2 separate regions of the Drosophila melanogaster genome follow, and region 1 is linked to region 2. A link is a contact called in public Hi-C data. All regions are on one chromosome and are shown on one strand. The core of a region is the stretch at or near the end of the contact, and the rest is flanking DNA. Distances in the headings are between cores, read along the strand shown. Region 1 holds the start of SMC3 (Structural maintenance of chromosomes 3). Region 2 holds the start of CG8939.

What was found. A called contact is a pair of places that touch in the nucleus more often than the background predicts.
Region 1: a contact with region 2 is called in a Hi-C map of the Kc167 cell line, with 1.9 times the contacts expected there. The contact joins the promoter of SMC3 here to the promoter of CG8939 in region 2. A contact is called at or near these places in 5 of 107 Hi-C or Micro-C datasets (the Kc167 cell line, the S2 cell line, brain and 1 more).

The regions. Positions count from the first base shown.
Region 1 is chrX:16,592,037-16,594,832 of dm6, forward strand. SMC3 (Structural maintenance of chromosomes 3) reads right to left here and starts at 1,403. Exons shown (of 5, transcript NM_078650.3): 1 at 1,316-1,403; 2 at 1,124-1,238; 3 at 908-1,047; 4 at 1-710. The coding sequence starts at 1,330. It overlaps Ubc7 (Ubiquitin conjugating enzyme 7), which reads left to right and starts at 1,641. Exons shown (of 4, transcript NM_001298405.1): 1 at 1,641-2,007; 2 at 2,070-2,151; 3 at 2,235-2,494; 4 at 2,655-2,796. The coding sequence starts at 1,965. The coding sequence ends at 2,773.
Region 2 is chrX:15,995,432-15,998,534 of dm6, forward strand. It overlaps CG8939, which reads left to right and starts at 1,585. Exons shown (of 2, transcript NM_132871.3): 1 at 1,585-3,103. The coding sequence starts at 1,693. exd (extradenticle) reads left to right here. Exons shown (of 5, transcript NM_001272663.2): 5 at 1-1,078.

The sequences.
Region 1 (2,796 bases), core at 153-2,652, 600 kb after region 2:
TCAGCCCGCTCCTTGGACTTGTTGTCGCCCTGAACCTCGTCATTTAGATCGACAATGGTTAGGTCTAGTTTCGTTTTCTCGCGCAGTAACTGTTGCTGCTCCGTCATCAGTACGGAGCGCTCCTCCTTTGTGCTCTGCACTTTCTTCTTTGCCTCTTTAAGGTTCTTTTGCACATCCTTGATCTTCTCTTGTGCCTTCTGAATCTCAATGTTGTAGATCTTCTTTTTGTCCGAGGACGACTTGCGCTGCAGCTGGAGCTCGTCGAGAGCCTTCTTGGTGTCCTTCAGCTCGGTTTCGTAGCGTATATACTCTAGCGTGCGGCGCGTCTTGTCCCACTTCTGGTACTCCTTTAGCTCTTCCTTCTCCTCTTCGAGCGTCTGGAGCCGATCCTCGATGGTCTTTAGGTACTCGCTGATTTTCTCCACCTTGCTGTCCGTCTCGCGCAATAGATTTAACGACTCCTCCTTCCGTTCGTCGTAAACACGCGTTCCCGCGACTTCGCGTAGCAGCTTGAGACGATAGGAATCGGCGGCAGTTGCCATCTGATTGATTTTGCCCTGCTTGACAATGTAGTAGGGATTTGAACTGGAAAAACCAGCCGATTCCAGCAGATTGACCACCTCATTGCGCGGCACCACCTTCTTGTTGAGGAAGTACTGGTCCTTTTTGGCGCCAATCACGCGCCGCAGAAAGATCTCTTCTTTGTCGATCTACAAAATAAGCGTAGCGTCAGTTATGAAGTGGCTAGAAATGTTTGCCTATAAGTTTGAATATTATGAGAAGATGCTATGAGCGGGTTGCTTTAGAGGATTTTGAGCGATATGTTACAACCATTGACTACATCTTCCAAGGCAGTAGAGTTCTTGCAAAGACTATGTTTTCTGGGTCACTTGGTTTGACTACTCACTGGAACTCGGTTGTCCGAGTTGTCGAAGATGATCTCCACATAGGCGGAGATGACGCGGGCACCTGTTCCCTCGTGCAGAAGCGACTGACGCTGCTCCGGCCGCAAGTGGGTGAACTCATCGCTTAGCACAAACTGGATGGCTGCAAAGTGGATGGGATAGCATTAGGGTCGATTAAATATGGTTAGCTGAACAGGCAGGCTGGAGCTGATACTAACCGTAGAAGAAGTTGCTCTTCCCGGAGCCATTACGTCCAACAACAACGTTATGGCGCTTGTCGAATGGTTCCACCACCGTCTGGTCCTTGTAACTCTTGAAGCCTTGTATAATAATCTGGAATTAACGGGTGGATTTCAGATCTTCGGTGTCCAATGGGTGGCCAGGAGCATGGCCGTCATTTCAACACTCACCTGCTTGATGTGCATCTTATTATATGCGATTTTTTGCACAAAATCGCGCTCTTTTTGTTTTACAACAAATACATAAATAATATCGACTCGGGCAGCGACTTATCGATGTTTGCGTTTCACTATCGATGTCATCGATATCCCAACTTTGAAAAACACTGGCTTGCAATCGAACCAAAAATTCAAATGATATAAAACAAAAAAATAATTTTAAATTTTACAACTAAAAGTGTCCATCAATAATGGTTTAAGAAGCAAACAAATAATTAATTTAATAAGGTAGTTTGAAGGTGTGAAATACTAAAACAACGATAGCCGACGTTATCGAATCGAATCGATTACTCTTGTTAAATTCACTCAGTACAGATATATTTTTATAGAAAGCCACTCGATTCATTCGATATAAATAAACACGGAACACCGTTTGTGTTTATTATATTACGACGTGTCTGTATTTTGACCCGTGCCCGAGGATCTGGAAAGTTCGCGATTGCCGCCAAAACAAGCAAGGACCCCATTCGGGTGTAGCAGGTGCAGGAGCAGGTGGACAGGAAACGGAGAAGCAGCTGAAGGAAACTCAAAGGAAGTGGTCACAGTGGGGAGAAGGAGCCCGTGAACTGAACCATCATCATTACCATCGAGCGCATTTAGGATGGCTGGGTCCGCACTGCGCCGCCTGATGGCGGAATACAAACGTGAGTCGAAAGTCCACAGGGCAGCAACAGCTTTCCCTTACCACCGCTCCGATCATCTCCAGAGTTAACACTTGACCCGCCCGAGGGCATTGTGGCCGGCCCCATCAGCGAGGACAACTTCTTCGAGTGGGAGGCACTGATTGCGTGAGTTAAGATCCCCGAACGATCGACACGGATCGGACAGATGTGGACAGATTAACCCATTAATTGCACTTTGCCCTTTGCAGCGGACCTGAGGGCACTTGTTTCGAGGGCGGAGTGTTTCCTGCCCGGCTCATCTTTCCGACCGACTATCCTCTGAGTCCGCCTAAAATGAAATTCACTTGTGACATGTTCCATCCCAACATATTCGCCGACGGGCGGGTCTGCATATCAATACTACACGCACCCGGCGACGATCCCATGGGCTACGAGCTATCCGCGGAGCGCTGGAGTCCTGTCCAGAGCGTGGAGAAGATTTTGCTTAGTGTGGTCAGCATGCTGGCGGGTAAGAAAAAAGTCACAATAAAGTCTTAAGGGCAATTCCAACGGGGGTATCTACTTCCAAGTTCATTTGTTCACTAGATTATATGGTTGATCATGCCGATAGTTCACTTCACTTGTTCATTCCTTAAGTTCAAACTGATGTCGTTCATTTTTGCCCACAGAACCCAACGATGAGAGCGGCGCTAATGTGGATGCAGCAATTATGTGGCGCGAACAGAGGGATGAGTTCAACGCCATCGCCCGACGGCTGGTGCGCAAAACTCTTGGTTTACCGGCGTAAATGGATCATGTGCGTCACCGTCA
Region 2 (3,103 bases), core at 335-2,834:
CATAAAACGAAAAGTTTGCTCGCTTTTTTTTTTTAATTCACAATCAATTGAAATGGAAAGCATGTTGTTTGTGGCATGTCAACTGTAAAATACATAAATACGTAATAATTCGCTTAAGCGATTATAATTTGATCAACGTTCTTTAAAAAGGGTTAATAACCAATGCAGTGACTTTTTCTGCATAGCCCCATTTAGCTTATATATTAACCATCGAAAACATATGCAAAGAAACTCGATTAAACTGGTAGTATACGAATATTTTCACAACGAGTGGAGGAGGCACAAGTTTCAGAGCTATTATTTTGACCGCAGCTGTGTATAAATATATTTTAATACATTTACCTACATTTGCGGGTATATACAAATATTGCATGTAAATCATACTATGACGATTCTTTTTTGGCTACAGTACGTATACGACAGCAAAATAGTGTTTACTGAATTTAAAACTGTACGAAATTTTTAAAAACTTGAACAATACGAAAATACGAAACTAAACCATGTATACGATGTATATCAAATAAATAAATAATACATGTTGTTGTTATCCGCACACACGTCAACTAATTACAAAAATATTTTGAATGTAAAAACGGAAAAGAAAAGTCTTGGATAAACAAAATGTCACATTTCTATCGAAGGACGAATTGTATTATTTAACAGCTTATAACATTTAATAGATTTATTAACGTGTATTTTAAAAGTCTCAAAACAATTGTTTGTTTCTTACATCCTAAAAAGTATTAAACATTAAATCTTAATGGATTTCTTGCTATAAAAACGAACTTCCCAACTTAATTGCATTATAAAATCAAGAACAAATTCGTCTTTCGCTTAGTAAGAAGTGTACACTACTCTTTGCCCCCAATTAAAACGGATATGAAAACAGATTATTTGAAAGTATACAAAACGATTATAATTTTAAATGATAAATAACATATGTCTTTGACAGACTTTCGCTCACATTACGGTCAAATGAAACCATTCAATGTATTTCAGTAAGTAAGGTACTGCATTAAACATTTTGGATAACAATAGAAAAATATATAAATACACAACTTTACACAAATAACTTAATAAATCAAAACGAAGTATTAATTAATGGTTTTTTGGGAGTATTAAAGAAAAGGGCGTTATCCTTTGCAGATAATCTATACACGTAATAGAAAGAGATGGAGCATCTGTAGATACACTTGCTCTTCTTTAATTAAAACTATCTGGCTCACAGATAGAAATCATTCTTTTATGTGGGGTTGGTCAATAAAAACAGAAGAATTTTAATTTTTTAGATTTTTGGCAGCTGTAAAACAGACAAAAAATTTTAATTTTAGGCGTATTTTATTTTTATTATGGTTCATTACGGCTTAATGTACTTCACCCCACATCTTACAGTTATTCCCAAAAGTGTGTAGTAATTTATATAAATCACTTTGATCGACCAATTTTAAATTTATAAATAATAAAGTAGAAATTTTAAAAAAATTCACCCGCTGCCCCAATGCATTCCACAATTTAAGAACACGTTCCACTTATCTAGCACTCAATCGCCGCTACCTTGACGCGCATGCTGGCACTGCCCGGAATACTTTGAATTGTCAATACGGCCACACTGTTGGCAACACGTGCACGAATTCGACATTTGATTTGAATTCGTTTTGATTTTTATCGTAATTGTACGAAAAGCCAGCAGCAATGGGCAAGAAGACGAAAGTTGGAAAGACGCGCAAGGATAAGTTCTACCAGTTGGCCAAGGAGACGGGCCTGCGATCGCGTGCCGCCTTCAAATTGATCCAGCTGAATCGCAAATTCGGTTTCCTCCAACAATCGCAAGTATGTTTGGATTTGTGCGCAGCTCCCGGTGGCTGGATGCAGGTGGCCAAGCAGAATATGCCGGTGTCCAGCATTGTGATCGGCGTGGATCTCTTTCCCATCCGTCCCATTGCCGGCTGCATTGGTCTCGTCGAGGACATCACCACCGAGAAGTGCCGCCAATCGCTGACCAAGGAGCTGCAATCGTGGAAGGCCGATGTTGTGCTCCACGACGGTGCTCCCAATGTGGGTAGGAACTGGCTGTACGATGCCTATCAGCAGATCTGTCTCACCCTCAACGCGCTCAAGTTGAGCACACAGTTTCTGCGCAACGGCGGCTGGTTTGTGACGAAGGTTTTCCGCTCCAAGGATTACAATGCCCTGCTCTGGGTGCTCAAGCAGCTGTTCAAGAAGGTGCACGCCACCAAGCCGAGTGCGTCGCGTAAGGAATCCGCCGAGATATTCGTCGTCTGTCAGGGCTACCTGGCGCCCGATCACATTGATCCCCGTCTCCTGGACTCGAAGTATGTGTTCGAGGAGCTGGATCTCGATGCCAAAAAGAAGAGCAGCCTGCTGCATCCCGAAAAGCAAAAGCGCATCAAGGCCGAGGGCTATACGGCCCAGGATATTGCGCTGCGCAACGATCTGGCTGCCACAGAGTTCCTGAAGGCTGAAAATGCACTGGCTGCGCTGCAGGGCATCGGTTCGATTCGCATCGATGATCAGCGCATTGCCAATCACAAGAAGACCACGCCAGAGATTCTCGAGTGCTGCAAGGATCTGAAGGTATTGGGCCGCAAGGATATCAAGGGTCTCGTGCAATGGTGGAAGGATGTTAGGGAGTTGTTCGTTGAAAAGGAAACCCCACTGGTCGTCGGCAATGCCGCAGATGAGAAGCCCAAGCCATTGACGCAAGCGGAAATCGAGGACATGGAAGATGCCGAGCTGCAAACGCAAATTGAGACAATTGTCGAAGAGGAGAAGAAGGACTTGAAGCGTAAGCGTAAGAAGACGCTCAAGACCAAGGCGAAATTGCACGAGAAGATGAACCTTAATATGGTGATCAAGGGAGACGATGGTCCGGTCGAGGAAATGGAGCACGAAATCTTTGACCTCAAGAATATTCGCACCTCTGCCGAGCTTGACGAGCTGCTAGACGTGCAACCCGATTTTGCTGTCGATGAATCGCAGCCCGAGGAAACAAAGCTGCCAAAATACAAGTATTTCGACAAGGATGAGGGCAACATCAACGATGATCTAAACTATGACGATGACAATGATGAGGAGCAAAGCG